Linked DNA regions of Mus musculus: region 2 is linked to region 1. Evidence: chromatin contacts called from public ChIA-PET data. All regions are on one chromosome and are shown on one strand. The core of a region is the stretch at or near the end of the contact, and the rest is flanking DNA. Distances in the headings are between cores, read along the strand shown. Region 1 has its middle 33 kb from the start of Gm41164. Region 2 overlaps Atp8a2 (ATPase, aminophospholipid transporter-like, class I, type 8A, member 2).

What was found. ChIA-PET counts read pairs in DNA pulled down with a chosen protein or histone mark.
Region 2: an RNA polymerase II ChIA-PET map of memory CD8 T cells shows a contact between it and region 1, with 9 read pairs. The contact joins two enhancer-like sites. A contact is called at or near these places in 1 of 484 Hi-C or Micro-C datasets (CD8 T cells), 1 of 115 datasets of contacts at active chromatin or transcription factors (memory CD8 T cells) and 1 of 9 other capture datasets (embryonic stem cells).

What each region holds. Positions count from the first base shown.
Region 1 is chr14:60,127,619-60,131,319 of GRCm38.p6, reverse strand. No RefSeq gene overlaps it. Among named protein-coding and RNA genes, the nearest start is that of Gm41164, 33 kb to the left of the region's middle. Within about 2 kb of position 1,634, at least 61 of the 459 cell types and tissues checked have an H3K27ac peak or open chromatin away from gene starts, as enhancers often do. A contact at or near this core is called in CD8 T cells and memory CD8 T cells, where this site is marked.
Region 2 is chr14:59,693,690-59,697,390 of GRCm38.p6, reverse strand. The region is part of intron 32 of Atp8a2 (ATPase, aminophospholipid transporter-like, class I, type 8A, member 2); the gene reads left to right. Among named protein-coding and RNA genes, the nearest start is that of Shisa2, 70 kb to the right of the region's middle. Within about 2 kb of position 1,715, at least 12 of the 459 cell types and tissues checked have an H3K27ac peak or open chromatin away from gene starts, as enhancers often do. A contact at or near this core is called in CD8 T cells and memory CD8 T cells, where this site is marked.

The sequences.
Region 1 (3,701 bases), core at 385-2,884:
ATGCAGAGACTTTGGGCATTTGTCCCCAGGGACCTGCATTCTTGTTAACATCTCCTCAGAGCTCCGATCACTTCGCTCCAGATGTCTTGATTTTAAACATGGAGAAAAGTTTGATTGCCTAGTGTAGGGGAGCAAAGAGTCTCCTTGGCTCGCTCTTCACTAGGGTCACAGCTAAGGTCCCCCACCACAAAAGACAGACCAACAAGAGAGAAGCATACACCTGTCCAGGACACAGGAGCCTTCAGAAATAAAGATGGATAAACTCGTGTGTTTTACATTTGGACGAGATGAGTGTGGTCATGGAGAAGTGTGGCTGACAGGAAAGGATGCTGAGATGAGTTTGCTGATGGTAATGGATTTGCTGAATTAGCCAGGGCTGTCTGCTTAGATTCCTTGGGAGTTTCTTTTCTTCTGGCTGGCGAAAGGGCGTCTCTCTCACGAGGGTCTTCCTGCTAGGAGGGAAAGGGGCAGGAGAGGTCAGAATGACCTTCCTTGCTTCTCTGGTTTCTCAAGGTTAGGATGCTGCATTTGGGAGTAGCACAGCGTGAACCCTGTCTGCTAGCTTAGATGCTGTCTTGAGGACCATGAAGCATCCTCTGTATATGCAGTGCACAGTGTTCCTACCTTCGCATTATCATTGTGGGAGGCACTGCGTAACAACAGCTGAAGTGCTTTATCCTGGCTGTTGATTTTAGCCCTGCTTTATCTCTGCTCCATGAGAGAGCAGTGGGGTTGAGGACCTGAAGGCAGACTTCCTCTACAGTCTAGGTTTTCTGCTCTACCTGCTGTGGGAGCTCAGAGTTGACAATGTTTCCTTACAGGGCCTTTAAAAGTAGAAACAAAATATGTTATACTTGGCACCTACTAAGTCAGCTGCATGTGTGGCCTTATGTCTCGTGTGCTGCTCAGTTTTCCAGGGTCCTTTGGCTGTGTGTGTTCTGTCACAGAGGGAAGGAACAGGAGGTAAAGCAGGGAGCAGATCACAAACCAGGAGCCAGAGGTTGCAGTAATGCTCAGTGTACCTCCCTCATCACTCAGGCTGTGTGCTGGGTGACAAAAGTGCTGGGATTTTAACAGATAGAGGGCTGGCGAGATGGCTCAGTCCGGAAATGTGTCTGCTGTCAAGCCTGAAGCCCCAGTAATCCTCTAACCTCTACATGTGCCATAGCACAAGCATGTGTATATGTGCACACACACACACACACACACACACACACACACACACACACTTAAAATGAAAAACTTTAAAATCTGTCATGTCACAGACAAGCAGATGGCAGTGCTTGAGAGCCAGCAGCAGCCAGGGGCTTAGTTAGCCATCAACTATAAGGTACTTAGTTCAAACCTCTCTTATTTAGGAAGCATGTTGGATTAGAACTAGAAGATGGGATGGTAGGAAATGGAGCATGGAGCGAGCTGTAATCTGGCAGGAACATCCTGGGATAAGGTGCCAGGGACACGTGCCCTGCATAGGTCCTGGAACTCTGCATTTTCTAACAATCAATAAAGATGATCTTGAATGGAGCAAGGAACTGAGACAGACTGCATAATTCTAGAAGGCATGTGCACTTACGTCATGTTAGCTGGTCTTTGTGGTTCACCGCATCCTAGGCTCAACTGAAGGTTTCTAGATAAACACAGTCACATGCGTATCCTGGAAGATACAGTTTGGGGCATCATTTTGAAATCTGAGTGGGGGACTGTATAGAGTTCACTTTTGAGTTTATTCCTTTCCACATGTCAAAATCATTTGAAGAGCCGAGCAGTGGTGGCGCATGCCTTTAATCCCAGCACTTGGGAGGCAGGGGCAGGTGGATTTCTGAGTTTGAGGCCAGCCTAGTCTACAGAGTGAGTTCCAGGACAGCCAGGGCTACAAAGAGAAACACTGTCTTGGGAAAAAAATCATTTGAAGAAAAAGAGCTTTGATATAGGCAAGCAGGTCGTACAGCTGGACCACATGTGATCAGAAACAGTGAGCTGAGCAAACCCAGAGGGCCTGTGGCTGGGACAGGGGCTGAATAAGGGGTTTCTGTCTCCCTGGATATTGTGTTGAATAGTATTTCTATATCAATGTCACATCTCCAGGATTGTCACATAGCAAAAGGGATGTGCTTGTAGATGAGATCTTACAAACATAAAATTTGGGGTAATAACTAAAGTGGGTCTAATGTTTAATCTATAAAGAGTTATGTTGTAATAAACACAGTCCCATGAAGCCTCAGGAAGTACTTGGGGAAGGCACTGTGGTGGGAGTGGGTGCCAGGGCAGGTGTAACTCCACAACGACCTGAAAGTGCCACCTTCTCTCAGGAAGCTGGGGATCGAAAGGACACGTGTAACTTAGGATTTAAAATGGCACAGCTACAAAAATTCTGTACGTATCCTCTACAAAAGCATATCCATGGGGATAACTACTGGTTTTGATTATGTTTTTCTTCCATTTACAAACTTTAGATTCAATTTCCTGGACTTATGATCTTACCATGAAGTGTAGTATATGCTGGATTGACAAAGAACTCCCCCTTCCCCTGTGTACACATATGTGTATTCGCATGTGCATATAGAGGCTAAAGTTTAATACTTAGGGGCTGCGCCCTTGCTCTTTGAGACAGGCTTACAATTCACCAAGTAGACTTTGCCTCCTGCCTCCACCTCTTCAGCACTGGGATTCCAATCATGGGCCACCTTGCCCAACATTTTAGTCCAGGGAAGCTGGGGATTTTGCACATGGATGCAGGCCCTCATGGGTATGCTACAAGCAATGTTACTGGCTAAGAATCTTTAGAATTCCCCCATTCTTCTAAAAATAAATTAACTATGTGGCAACTTAAAAATTACACAAGCAATACTACACCTTACATGCATGGAACTGGAAACAGCAGAGCAAACAAACAAATAATCACTGGAGGCTGAACAAGTAACTCAGCGGCAGGGAACTTGCCTTGCATGCACAAGACACTGGCTTCCATCTCAGCACAGCAGAAGCCAAACAAGTGAGCAAGCGAAGAGCCTGCAGTGACTCTGAGGGCTGCCGTAGGATGCTCTGGGCATGAAACAAGTGTGTGCAGGCATTTGTTACGGAACGGGTCTCAGAGAGGCAGGATCTTGCTTAAGTTCCTTTTGGGAGTAGCTAAGTAGACTCCTTTTTCTTCTCTTCCTACTCTCTTTCTCCTCCTCTTCCAGCACCTCTTCCTACCCCCTCTTCCTCCTCTTCCTTCCTCCTTTCTCCTCATTGCCCTCCTCTTCCTCTCCTGTCCTCCCTTCCCCCTTTCTCCTCCTCTTAGGTAACCCATTTTTTGTATGATGGAGCACCTAGAACCAATCCTTGTTCTACGTCCTCCTTACCCTACTCTCACGAGTTACAAGTGACAATATGAATACGATTAGAAAGCCATGGATATATATAGGATTCAGCTTCTGGTTTTTAGAGAAGGCAAGAGATGCTGCACCAGTCTGTTTTCTGTTCCTGTGGAGAACTGCTTGAGACTGGGTGGTGTACTAAGGAGGTGAATTAAACTCGGAGTTTTTGAGTTCAAGGCCTAGCTAGAGCTACCTTGGCTGTGTCACCTCTTGGTGGAGAACATCACAACAGCAGGCATCTCCTTTTTAAAAGGCTTGTTATTTAACTACAGTATTACTTAAACAGGCAGAATAGTTATGAATAGAGGACACATGTATAAAAGATTCCTTAAGGATTTGAAG
Region 2 (3,701 bases), core at 466-2,965, 430 kb after region 1:
GTAGCCATTGGTGGCCCACTGGAGCTTCTGTGAGGTGAATCCCAGGCTTCCTGAGTGACAGAGCAATCCCAATCTGAGGTGTTTACCTGCAAGGAATGGAAACACGTCCATAAAACAAGACTGTGCAGAGGCCTGCACAGCCGCCTTGTTCTTAACAACAGGCCCAAGCTGGAAACAACCCAGATGTCCATCAACAGGAGAGTAAGAAAACAGCATTCAGTATACTCACACAGTGACTACTGGAGGGGGAGAGGGGAGGGCAGGGGAGGGGAGGGGAGGGGAGGGGAGGGGAGGATGTGCATGTATTACAGATCCACACTGAAACATGGTTCCGTCTCAAAGCCCTTACGTTGAGTGAAGACAGCCAGATCAAACAAACTCCTACACTGTTGTGCCATTCAGAATCATTAGAATTCTACAATCAGCCAGACCACTAAAATGCCAGAAATCAGGACAGCCATTGTCTTGTGAAACAGAATTGGCTAGGAAGGTCAGACACAGGAGGGCCCTCTGGGGTAATAGAAGTATCTTATAGCTTGGTGTGAGCAGACACTACTCATACGTAGACAGTAACCAAAACTCTGTGGGGTTTAACATTTGTGCATTTTAGTGTGTTTAAGGTCTAAGCCCTAAAAAGCACCATCTTGTCTACTGGTGGGGATAGACGAGGAGTTGCTTTGTAGAAACTCCCTGAATCACTATCTGGGATTCTGCAACAACAAGGTTTACCGATAAAACTTGCGGGTGCTCTGGTTACGAAAGTCAAACCACCAACAACAAAGTATAAAAAAGTCTACTGTCAACAGCAATCTACTGCCTGGTGTGTGGCCCAGGCCATAATTCCAGAACTAAGGAGGAAGAGGCAGGCTGATCTCTATGAATTCAAGGCCAGCCTGGTGTATATACCAAGTTCTAGGCCAGCCAGGGCGACACAGAGAGACACCACCACCACCACCACCACCACCACCACCACCACCACCACCACCACCACCTCAAAGAACAAAACCAAACAGATCAAAACAAATGAAAAAAAAAAAGAATCTATTTCATGTAGTATTATTTTCCATTTATTTGCAGTGCTAAGGCTGGTACTTGGGGTCTTATATCAGCTGCATTCCCCAGACAGATGTCTTTAATGACACTGTGACATTTGTAGGAGTGAAATGGATGGTGGCTTAATCTCTTCCACTCTCAGGTACAGGTGACAGGGAGGCTGAGCTGACAGATTTTCATGCTGGCAGCTATGGGTTCAAGTCTCCATTGCTCAGACACACTGGCTGTGTCAGTGGACTATTTCTTGGCCATTAGGTGGTATGTGGGAGGCAGCTTCTGAGTTATCACAAGAAATAGGGTGCTGCAGGGCCAATCACTTGCCTCACACAGGGCTTCTGAGTGAATACTTTATAGGTGTCTCTCCAGAAGATGTCATCTTCCTTTGTCATAAATCTAAGCGTAACATTGTGCTGAGATTCGCTTTGCATGGGGAAGGGTAGACATGACTAAGGACTGAGGAAGGAGAACAGCGCTCAGCATGGAATTGGTTTCCTCCATCCTGTTCTGTGACCAGTCAGCGTGCACTTTCCAGTCCTCCTTTCGATATACTCCAGTTAAGGCTGATCTACTTGAGTGAACCAAGACTGCAGGGCCAGCGATGTGTGCATAGCACACCTGCCTGTCAGCCAGGCCTCCTGAGGGCCACACAGCTTCCACCCGTGTACCCTGCTGAACCGCCTCCCTGGGCAGACAGAGCTGTCAGCATCCTGCCTAAAACAGCTCACCATAAGCGGTCACCTGTAATTCCAGCACTCAGAAGACTGAGGCATGAGACTGAAGCAGAGGTTCAAGGCCAGCCAGGGCTGAAGAGTAATACCATGTTTCATAAAAGCAGAAACAAGCAACAAGGTCAACTCACATTAGAAAGGGAAGAGACTTGGTTTAACCCTTCACGTGCACATGAACAGAAATCAAAGTTTTGGAGAGGCAGACCTCAAAAACAAAACTGAAACTCTTTTAGCCTGTGACTGGAAAATAACTTTCCAAGAATAGGGTAAGGAAGGGACAGCAGAGAGGGTTCCATACACCACAACTGAAGACTATTTCCGGCCCACATTCTAATCTGTCCTTGTGTTGTTAAGCAGGGTGGCGATCTTCTTCCCTCCTGTGTTTCTGGTTTTTTTCACGTGCCACATTCTACAAAATTTCTTTTACTTAAAATGTGAAGCTGGTGTCTAGAGTTTCTGGGAGAAGCAAAAGCTGAGCTCCTGAGGTGAAATCTCAGCATCTCTGTGTTTGCTTGGAACCTGGGGTAAGGTGGGAGAATGGAGGGGTGGGCTGTGGTTAGGACAGGGGGCAGGGTTTCAGGGCAGGGCCACCTCAGTTGGGTGGGGTTGGGGTAATGCCTCTCTGGCAACAGGAACTTGGGGGAAGTGCAGTGTCTCTCTTCTGTAGAAAGGGTCTGCAGAGGACTGAATGCAGTGCTTCAGGGGACTCTCACTGTACAGCGCCACACACGAGCCTTAGTCCCCTTTTCTACAGGTCAACTGTAGCCTTCTTCACACTTGCCACATCCTTCCAACTTTTCCTGAGACACGCTTTTGTCAGTTACATGTGCTTTATATTCATAGCCCCAAGCTTTAAAAACCAACAATGGTAGTGCTGAACATCTGCTTGAAGCCACTGTTCATTTGGGAGGAGGCTTCAGATTTCTAGGGAGGGAACCCAAGTTCGAGATCCTCTTTTCCCCCAGCACTTATTGACTCTCTTTAAGTTTCTGGCTTTATTTGAAGCACAGCATCATTGTTGTAGAATGACCAAATTCTTCAAGAAGTGTAGCAGATGTTTCTGCTCATAACCTCAACAGTAGAGGCTGATCCAGTCCTTTCCGGAACCAGGTTCTTGGGCTCTGAAGACTGTCAGTCAGAGAAGCCAACCCAGACCCTGCCTCAGTTGCCTGTAGTGTGATTTAAATATTTTGTAGTTAATAACCAATGCTGGGAATTAATACAGCAGTTACTCTTTAACCAGCTATTACCCAAATAAAAGACACAGAGACCTTTAGAATTATAATAAGCTTTAAACACTGGAGCTGTGCAGACATCAATCCTCTAAACTATTTTGTCTAAGTTCATGCCTTGAACCCCAATATATTACTTGCCATATGTTTAGCTGCCCCGTTCCTGCTTCATCAGGCCACATGCTCATGGTCACATGCTCATGGTCCATACTACCCCATGGCGACTTCCTCTCTCCTTTCTCCTCATGGTCCCTACTTGAGACCCCAAGCCTGAGAACCAAAGCTCTGCCTACCTTTCTCTGCCAAGCTACAGGCTATCAGCAACTTTCATTAACCAATCAGGTATAATGGGAGGTGAGGTTTACACAACAAAGGCTGGTGTACCAGGTCTTGGGATATAAAATTTAAGCATCTGAATACATAGCAGCAGACCAAACTCCAACAGTTGCTTGGTTTAGAGTGAATGTTGACCTTGCTGTCATTTAAATAACACTTGTTTTCTGTAGAAAAACAGGAAGCAGAGATAGACAGATAAATATGAGGATTCAACTCATTATTGCTGCCACCTAGACTGGCTTTGATGTGTCATTCCATGTGTTTTCCCCAGTCATGTAAGCAGCTGCATGTGTGAAGGGATAGACCCTGTCTAGGCTACCAGAGTATGGGCCACTCCACTGACTTTGCATTC